Linked DNA regions of Sorghum bicolor: region 2 is linked to region 1. A link is a contact called in public HiCAR-type data. All regions are on one chromosome and are shown on one strand. The core of a region is the stretch at or near the end of the contact, and the rest is flanking DNA. Distances in the headings are between cores, read along the strand shown.

Region 1 (4,645 bases), core at 1,017-3,516:
AAACCACCAGATGCACCTACACCAGTGAGGTGATGAACAATTGGACGAGAAAAGATATACTATTACAATCTGGCAAAAATTGGATCAAATTGTCCATAATGGATACTAAAATATTTGAACTGAAGTTTGGACTCTGTGCAGGAAAGGACCAAAAAGTTCTGTTACAGCAAGTGCAGAACAGACAAGACTGAGAACCAAGAGAAAAGACAAGTACAATGACACTTGTAGGCAAAACCTTTTTCCGTAGCAAAATATTTCTTTTGAGAGAAAAAAAACAAAAAAAAGGTAAATGAAATGACACACCCCAGGCATTGACCTCTGACTACACAGGTAAGTAACAGTAGTCAACATAGTAACGGACGGACCTGTAGCAGATGCAGACGGAGAGCAGGAGGATGACGCCGACGGCGACAAGGTCCACCTGGTTGAACCCTTCGGGCAGGCCCGGCACTGGGATCCGCCACTTGCTGGGCGCGTCCACGCCGACCGCCGTGCCCAGGTACGCCGTGAAGCTGCGCGCCACGGCGGCGTTGGAGAAGACGTACTCCATGATCAGGTTCGCCCCCGTCAGGAACGCCGCGAACTCCCCTGCATGCCATGGCAAACCACACAGCAGGTTCTTTCTTGGTCATGGACTGGACTGGACTGAAGAAACATGCATGATGCACGCATATACTAACTACTGTAGTATTAGCAGCAGGAGCAGTCGCTGTCCATTGTTGCTAGCTACATGGATGGAGTGCAGAGAGTGGCATCCAAATTAAGGACAGGGCAGTTTTTCATAGTGGTTGTGGAAAACGAGTGGCATATATGGCTGCATCTAGCTCTTTCTTGGAAGGAAGTCCAGGTCCCATGAGGGGAGGGACCAAAAGGGCGAACCTCCCGCTGAAGATTGCTGAAAGGGACCTCCAGGCTCCAGCATTATTTGGATATGGATGTTTGTGTGAGTCACTCATAAAAATTGTTGAGTCGCAATCAAACTTTTTCATTCCTCTGTTGTTCATGCTGGTGTTTCTGATAATCTCAATGGGGAAAAATTGGTCTAGAGAAAGTTGGTCTTCTTTAGATAGATTCTATAAATGTAGAGAAACTCTGAAGAGAGAGAACCAAAAACAGTGTCAACAATCAAGGACTCCCTCCATCACGAAATAAACATATTTCTAGCTATGTGTCTAGACAAACGTTTGTCTAAGTGCATAGCTAGAAATGTATTTATTCTAGGACGGAGAGGTAGTATACGGTGTCGGAGATAGAAAATCACTCTAGTTTTTTTAACATTTAACAAAAAAGAAAAGAGACGTCCAAAGAATCAACAGGGACAGCTCAAGGATACTTTAAGGTGGCTTCACTCATACACATGAGACATGAATACTTGTACTATATACAGGAGTAGTTTTTATTTGGCAACTTGACGAGCTGAAAGCAGAGAGCAGAGAGCACGTATGCACTTGGCTGAGATAACCATCAAATATTTAATGAGAAAACAAAACCATCCTTCTCAACTAACGTATGATCAGTCCAGCATATGTCGTCAGTCTCGGTCCCCAATGCCGTAAATCGCACGAACAGGATCGAACCCAGACGAAATCGAGCGACTATAAAAAAACAAAAACTCCCATCCAGCTGATCAATGGATCGATCGGAAATGCCAAAGCCCAGCCAAGGTTTTTAATTCCGGCGAGTACGACATCGCCAAAAGTGGCTCTGCAACGGCGGCGGCGGTACGGTAGTGCGGCTCAGTATACGTGCTCACTCACCGAAGGTGACGCGGAGGTAGCTGAAGGCGCCGCCGGCGACGGGCATGTCGACGGCGAATTCGGTGTAGCAGAAGGCGGAGAGCAGCGCGCAGAGCCCCGCAATGGCGTAGGACACGACGAGCCCTGGCCCCGCGTAGAGCCGCGCGGCGCGGCCCGTGGTGACGAACACCCCGGCGCCGACCATGCCGCCGAGCCCCAGCCCGACGAGGTCCCACCACCGCAGAGCGCGCGCCATCCGGGTGCCCGACCGCGCCCGCACGCGGCTCATCTCCTCGTGCGGCGCCGTGGCCGCGCACGCGCGCCGCGCCAGCCGACGCGGCGTCTGCGCCAGCGCCCGCCCGTACGCGCGCAGCCCCGAGAACGACGACGACGAGCCGCCGCCCGCGGGACCGACGTCGTCGGTGCTCTCGGACACCAGCGCGGCCTTGTCCATGGCGGCGGGCGGCGGTTGCTCCGGGATTCGGGGAGCGGGAGGGACGGACGGGATCACGGGACGGGAGGAGGCGAGGATAGTGGGGAGTGGAAGGACAAGGACTGGAGGCCGCGCGCGGTATTTAAATAGGCGGAGGAGGGCGTGGCGGTTTGGTGGTATTTTCTCGTGTGGCTAGCTCGCTGGGAAGGGCATCTCCGGTAATAAATAAATAAAACAGTAAATGCAGCAGTACCATATACGAGATCTGCGTGTATTTTTTATATATATATTAGGAGCAACTCAAACAATTTACTAAGGCCCTATTTAAATGTATCCAAACAGCCAAAAATTTTGGAAAAATAAGCATATTATAGAAGAATGGATCTAAACAGGGGCTGTAAAGATTTGAAATTTGGGACCTTAGAGCTCTAAAAGTAAATTTGCTTAGGGACCCGTGTCTTGTGTGTTGTAGACAAAAAAAATTTGGAAAGCAGAGCATCTTCAAGGGTTTTGTATTTGGACTTTGCATTATTATAATTTGCCAAAAATCACAAAAAGAGATATCCAATGGTTTTGTATTTGGAGTTTGCATTTTGGGCAACTTGGTAATGAGAGAGCAAACTTGGCATATATGCCAAGCCGCGCACGGCTTGGTAAAAGGACAATCGCGCGCGACTCCTGGTCCCCCGCGCAACCCGGACTTTTCTTCGCGCCATATATGGTCCATCGATCACGAGCAACACCATCGTCGTTGTTCGCTGCAGAACTCGCGAGGGACTCCATCGCGACAGAAAAACCACGAGCGTCACTTGCAACGAGTCTGATACGAGTTGTTGCGGCGGCACCTGCAACGAGCGGTGGGGAGCAGAAAGAATTGGCGGCGCAACCTATGAGGAAAAAGCGAGAACCGACGACGACTTTACGCACGTGAAGGAAAGTCGCACTCAAAGATGATCGCGAGCGCACGCGAAGGAAAAAAAATCACGGCCATGTCCACTTTGGCTAATTGCCAACTCAATTATGCAAAACCCTTAGAGATTGCCTATTTTTAGACATTGCATTTTGTTTTGGGAGTTTGTAAACAACAACAAATGACAACTCAATTATGCAAAACCCTTAGAGATGCTCATGATTTGGAATGTAAAGTTTATAGCCAAAAGTTTTGGATGTAAAGATTTAATTTGGGATCTATAGTTTCTATAATTTCTGTAGACATTAATTGTAGTGCCACTTAAGCATTTTGCTTATGTGGTAAGGTAGTTATTGAAGAGAGAGAGCAAAAAACATGGAAACCGAGTCTAAGTTAGAAACTATGTCTACACGAGAACCAAGATATGAAGTAATATGATTGGTCAACAATGGAGAGAGAATGAATGTGATTGGATATAAAATTATTGTGTAGAAACTATCCATTGGGACCATAATTTTATATGTAGTATCTATAGAAATTAATAGGTATAGAAACCATATATAGTTTCTAGCATTGGAACTACTCTAATATATACTTCTTGAGTTGTTCTAAGTCAAAATTTTAATACTTTGACTGAATTTTTAGAAAAAATACTAAGATTTATAGTACTAAATTCATACATTTAGATTTATGATATAATATATTTTCATAACATACTCATTTTATATCACAAATATTAATATTGTTTTTTATAAAATTGATCAAAGTTAAAAAAATGACTGACATGGATTCTAAGTCTTTTAGGCCTTGTTTAATGGGAAAAGATTTTAGATTTTGTTACTGTAGCATTTTCGTTTGTTTGTGGCAAATATTATCCAATTATAGAATAACTAGGATTAAAAGATTCGTCTCGTGATTTACAGGTAAACTGTGTAATTCGTTTTTATTTTCGTCTATATTTAATGTTTTATGCATGTGTCGAAAGATTCAATGTGACGAAGAATTTTGAAATTTTTTTGATTTTCAGGGTAAACTAAACAGAAACGAGAAGAAGTAACTATTACTATGAGTGGATCTGAATAGTTAAATAGTACTATATATCACGGGTTCCTATCTTTGCTTTTGTTGCTGAGAGCGATTAAATGTCCGATATTCAGTCGCTATATAAGATATTATATCTGATAGGGATAATACGGGGATTGATAATCTGATATATCCTTTCTGCGCATCGGTAGTAACTTCTGTCAGAGACAAGCACACGTACGCGTGATGGGCTGATCCGCTGATGGCTAGTTAGGCCTTGTTTAGTTCCCGAAAAAAATTCGGATTTCGGCACTGTAGCATTTTCATTTTTATTTGACAAACATTATTCAATCATAGATTAATAACTAGGCTCAAAAGATTTATCTCGTGATTTACAGGCAAACTGTCCAATTAGTTTTTATTTTCATCTTATATCTAATGCTTCATGCATGTGCTCCAAGATTTGATGTGACGGGAAATCTTAAAAAGTTTTTGGTTTTCAGACCCTAGTGATGTTTTATGGCCCGAGAGGGGCTACATTTA
Region 2 (4,621 bases), core at 320-2,819, 36 kb before region 1:
CACCTTAATTAATTATTAATTAATAGAGCCATATTGTATATCTTGATACAACCGCCTTTATAAATAATTATTTAACAGAGATAACCTATGTTTGTTTTTATTATAAACTAGGAGAATATCTCGCGCGTTGCTGTGGAAATTTTAGATAGTTTTTTTAAAAAAATAGACTATTTACATTTATAGTTATATGAATAAAATTATCTTAAATTAATTTTTTTGAATGGTTTGACACATCAATATGAACCAGCTAAATGCATGTTAGTAGATGAAGAGATGACTTATCATAATTATATGTGTTAGTTGATTATAATCACAAGTTTTAGTGGATTGATGATGTGGATAGCTTGTATGTTGAGAGAAATGTCTAATGGGGTTTAGTTTTATAAGAGTATAAAATAACGAAAAGAGGCTGGCGCTTGCCTAAAACCTGCCTGACATTTATAGAGACGTAACCGCCTCTATTAATCTAGAGCCCTGTCTCAAAAAAAAAAAAAGGTCAAAGAAGTTGGCAGATCCTCGTTGGTGGACTGAAATCAAGTTGGACTTGCGGGTCTGCTACCGTGGAACATGAGCGGGCCAAAAGCTGCACATCCGATGCATAATATGACTCGAAACAATGTATATGACTCGTATGAACTCATATTTACATAGTGGCATAAAGTTGTGTAGGTTGGAATTTAATAACTATACTAGAATCGTACCCATGTGTTGCAACGAAATATTACCTTTTCAGTGCCAACACAAAGTACTGGATTGATAGTCATTCGTGAGAAAGTACTGGGCAGCATTCTCACGCACGGATGAAATTGTTAACAGATTGGAAGGGGAATAGGCAGAATCAGGGGTAGGTGAAGCAAGAACTGCAACTTGGTTAGGAAGTAGATGAATTCATTAGATAACAAATTGTGTTTGCTATCTTCTTTTCCGTCACTCACTCGCAATTTATACAAGGCCGTTGGCCCGCGTGAAGCCACACAGACGCAGTTGTGGATGCCTCCGGCTCACGCCCACTATTGCCCGCTGAACCGCACACTTATGCGCCTGGCATGATCACCCCGTCGCACCTTGGCTGCGTGCTGGTTCGTGGTCACCGCGTCGGAATCGGCGTCGCTCCCGCTGGTGACCATGCACGTTCTGTCCCGATGCCTTGCCGATGCTGACAGAAATATATGCGCGTGGGGCAACGTATTCATTACCAAATTTCCAATTATTTGGTGGAAGAAATCGATGTGGATGTGGGGGGGAAGAGCACAGAGAGCCAGCTGCGTGATTATAGTATAGCTTTGCATTGCATGTGGGCATGCAACGTAGCAGGAGATGCGTTCTCCACTTCGCATGCGCCGCCACCATTCTTGACAGAGGCGGTTCGATGCAGCAGTTAGTTAACTACTGTATATCCCTTTACTAGCCAGATCCCCGCCTGGTCAAATCGGCAGTTAGTTAGTTCCAACTTCCAAGCACGTCAGTTACTATATATATATATATATATATATATATATATATATATATATATATATATATATATATATATATATATATATATAGTGGCAGTATTCTCTCCTATAGCAGATTGAGTACTCCAATTCTCCACAAGTCAATCAATCTGCAATATCATGGAGAGAGCCATCATCATCGCCGCCGTCTTCCTTCTCCTGTCACTCCAAACAGCCGCAACAGCAGCAGCAGCCGCCGGAGTGGGCCGCCGCCGTGTCACCAGGCGGCGGCCACCGCCGACGCTGGCCACCCGCCGCCACTACGCCACATCGCTGCAGGTACCGCGCGCAGGGGACGACGCCGCCTCCTCCTCCTCCTCCGTGCCGCCGGCGGTGCAGTACGAGACGCGGCGGTACACGCAGCGGCTGGACCACTTCAACTCGCTGCCTTCAAGCTACGCGACGTTCCAGCAGCGGTACCTCATCAACGACACGTTCTGGGGCGGCCGGAGCCGGACGGCGCCCATCTTCCTCTACGCCGGCAACGAGGGCGACATCGACCTGTTCACCAACAACACCGGGTTCATGTGGGAGGCCGCGCCGCGGTTCCGCGCCATGCTCGTCTTCGTCGAGCACCGCTACTACGGCGAGTCCATGCCGTTCGGCGGCACCAGGGAGGCCGCGTTCCGGGACGCCGCCACCAAGGGCTACCTCACCGTCACGCAGGCGCTCGCCGACTACGCCTCGTTCGTGCTCAGCCTCAAGGCCAACCTCAGCGTGCCGGCGGCGCCCGTCGTCGTCTTCGGCGGATCCTACGGCGGCATGCTGGCGGCGTGGATGCGCCTCAAGTATCCGCATGTTGTCATGGGCGCCGTCGCGTCGTCCGCGCCCATCCTTAGCTTCTATGGCATCGTCGATCCCTACGCGTTCTACGACCGCATCAACGACGACTACAAGGTATGCACTCAAGTGTGTGTGTGTCTCTCTCTCTATCTCTCTCTCTCATATATATATATATATATATATATATATATATATATATATATATATATATATATATATATATATATATATATACACGCGCGCGCGCGCGCGCGCGAAATTTGCATGCACCATTGATTCATGTTCTTGTTTTATTTAATAATTGTGTGCGATTAGAGCGAGAGCAAGAACTGCTACGACGTGCTTCGGAAGTCGTGGGACGTGCTCGACGATGCGCTCGCAACCAAGGAAGGCCAGGCACAGCTGAGACGTACATTCAACATGTGCAAGTGAGTGTGTGCTCAAAACTAATCAAGCAAGAATTTTGCACGAATTTCATACAAAACAACACTGGATTAATTCCGATCAAATTGATGAAATTATTATACGATCGATATCGATCTGTCTGCTGATGATCACGCATCTATACACACATCGATCCATGCATATGCAGTGGAAGCAGCGTGTGGGACATCCCGTCTCTACTGGAGAACGCGATGGTGGAGGCGGCGATGACAGACTACCCGACGACGTCGGGGTTCCTGACGCCGCTGCCGGCGTACCCAGTCCGCGCGATGTGCCGCGCCATCGACGCCCGCCACCAGCAGGCGGCGGCGTCGACCTCCACCTCCGGCTCCGGCAACGACGACGGCAACAACAGCAGCAGCAGCACGGCCCTGCTGCTGCTGTCCGAGCAGGTCCGGGACGCCATGAACGTGTACTACAACCACACGGGCGGCGCGGCGTGCTTCCGCGCCGAGGAGGACGACGACCCCTACGGCCTGTACGACGGGTGGAACTGGCAGGCGTGCACGGAGGTGATGGTGATGGCGTACGGCGTCCGCGATGGCACCGTGCTGCAGCCGGCGCCCTTCAACTTCACCGAGGTCGTCGACGACTGCCGGAACGTCACCGGGCTGCCGCCCCGACCGTTCTGGATCGAGACCGAGTTCGGCGGATACGTAAGTGGCGGCGCGGCGGCGGCGGCGGCGGCGGGATTCCTAGTTTATTTCCTACTGGGCTGGGCCGTCTATTGGGCTGGGCTCAATTGCTGGTCGCTGGAAATGGCGGGCTCGATGCATGATGATTGGGCTGGTTTTGGGCTTGTTGGGATTTCTTTACTTTTTGTCAAAAAAAAAATTCGTAAAAAAATGGTTTTCTCTGTTTCAGGATATTGCGAATGTTCTGAAGAAATCTGCTAGTAATATCATCTTCTTCAACGGGCTGCGGGATCCGTGGAGCACTGGAGGGTAATATGGGCCGAATTTTTTTTCCAGCTTAAAAATGGATTCAAAGAAAATTTGCCGAGGAAAATATATATGGCTCGGTCAAGCTTAGTAAACTGTCATAAAAAAGCAGACGTGTTTACATTTTTGTTTTTACTTTTGGCTACTCACAGCGTACTGAAGAGCATCTCTGACAGCATCATTGCGTTGGTGGAGCCCAAAGGTCAGTGAGCAATTTTTATTGACAACTTCTTGTCTTCCCTGTAATATATTCCACCATGCATGCATGTATATATTTTGTCTGTCTAGTTAAGATAAACTTCTGTTTTGTCTGTCTAAGATAAACTTGTTTAAAACATATGGTGTACATGCAGGGGCACACCACGTGGATTTGAGATTCTCGAGCAAGGAGGACCCAGAGTGGCTGAAGAAGGTGCGGGTGAAGGAGACGAGGATCATAGCGCGCTGGCTCAAGCAATACTACAGTGACGAGGGCATTGCAACCTGAAGAAGCTTTTTATTGTTTTCTTTTTCCTCAATCAGCTCCTCGTGTTCTTTGATAGATTAATTATTACTGTCACGTAGACTAGTAGATTAGGCAGGCTAGTCATCCAGATGCATATAATCTCGTTTTAGTTTGCTATATAGGTGGTTTATTTCTCAGACTGTCATATCGGATCAAGAGCCATTAATAGATTTGCAGAGAAATAACACATGCATCTTCCAATGCAAAGTATCAGGGCACTCACAATGCAGACTCTATCATAGAGTCTAAAGTTATTTATTACCTTGAACAATGTGGACTTAGAGTCTAAATAAGACTTGGAGTCTTATTTTTTCTACCACTTTCTTCAATAAATATGCTGCCACATCAGCAAAATACCATAAATAACATGTAATTAATTGTCTTGGACTCTGTGATAGAGTCTTGTATTGTGAGTGCCCTCATGATATCATGTTGTTTGGGTGTCTAAGACGACA

What was found. HiCAR-type assays count read pairs that join an accessible place to other places.
Region 2: a contact with region 1 is called in a HiCAR-type map of leaf, with 2.2 times the contacts expected there. The contact joins the promoter of LOC8058563 here to the promoter of LOC8058562 in region 1. A contact is called at or near these places in 1 of 4 Hi-C or Micro-C datasets (leaf) and 1 of 1 datasets of contacts at active chromatin or transcription factors (leaf).

Annotation. Positions count from the first base shown.
Region 1 is chr5:3,808,584-3,813,228 of Sorghum_bicolor_NCBIv3, reverse strand. It overlaps LOC8058562 (cationic amino acid transporter 6, chloroplastic), which reads right to left and starts at 2,266. Exons shown (of 5, transcript XM_002448972.2): 1 at 1,758-2,266; 2 at 366-588. The coding sequence starts at 2,190.
Region 2 is chr5:3,843,881-3,848,501 of Sorghum_bicolor_NCBIv3, reverse strand. It overlaps LOC8058563 (lysosomal Pro-X carboxypeptidase), which reads left to right and starts at 1,569. Exons shown (of 6, transcript XM_002450258.2): 1 at 1,569-2,390; 2 at 2,592-2,704; 3 at 2,869-3,376; 4 at 3,585-3,664; 5 at 3,814-3,863; 6 at 4,015-4,348. The coding sequence starts at 1,614. The coding sequence ends at 4,148.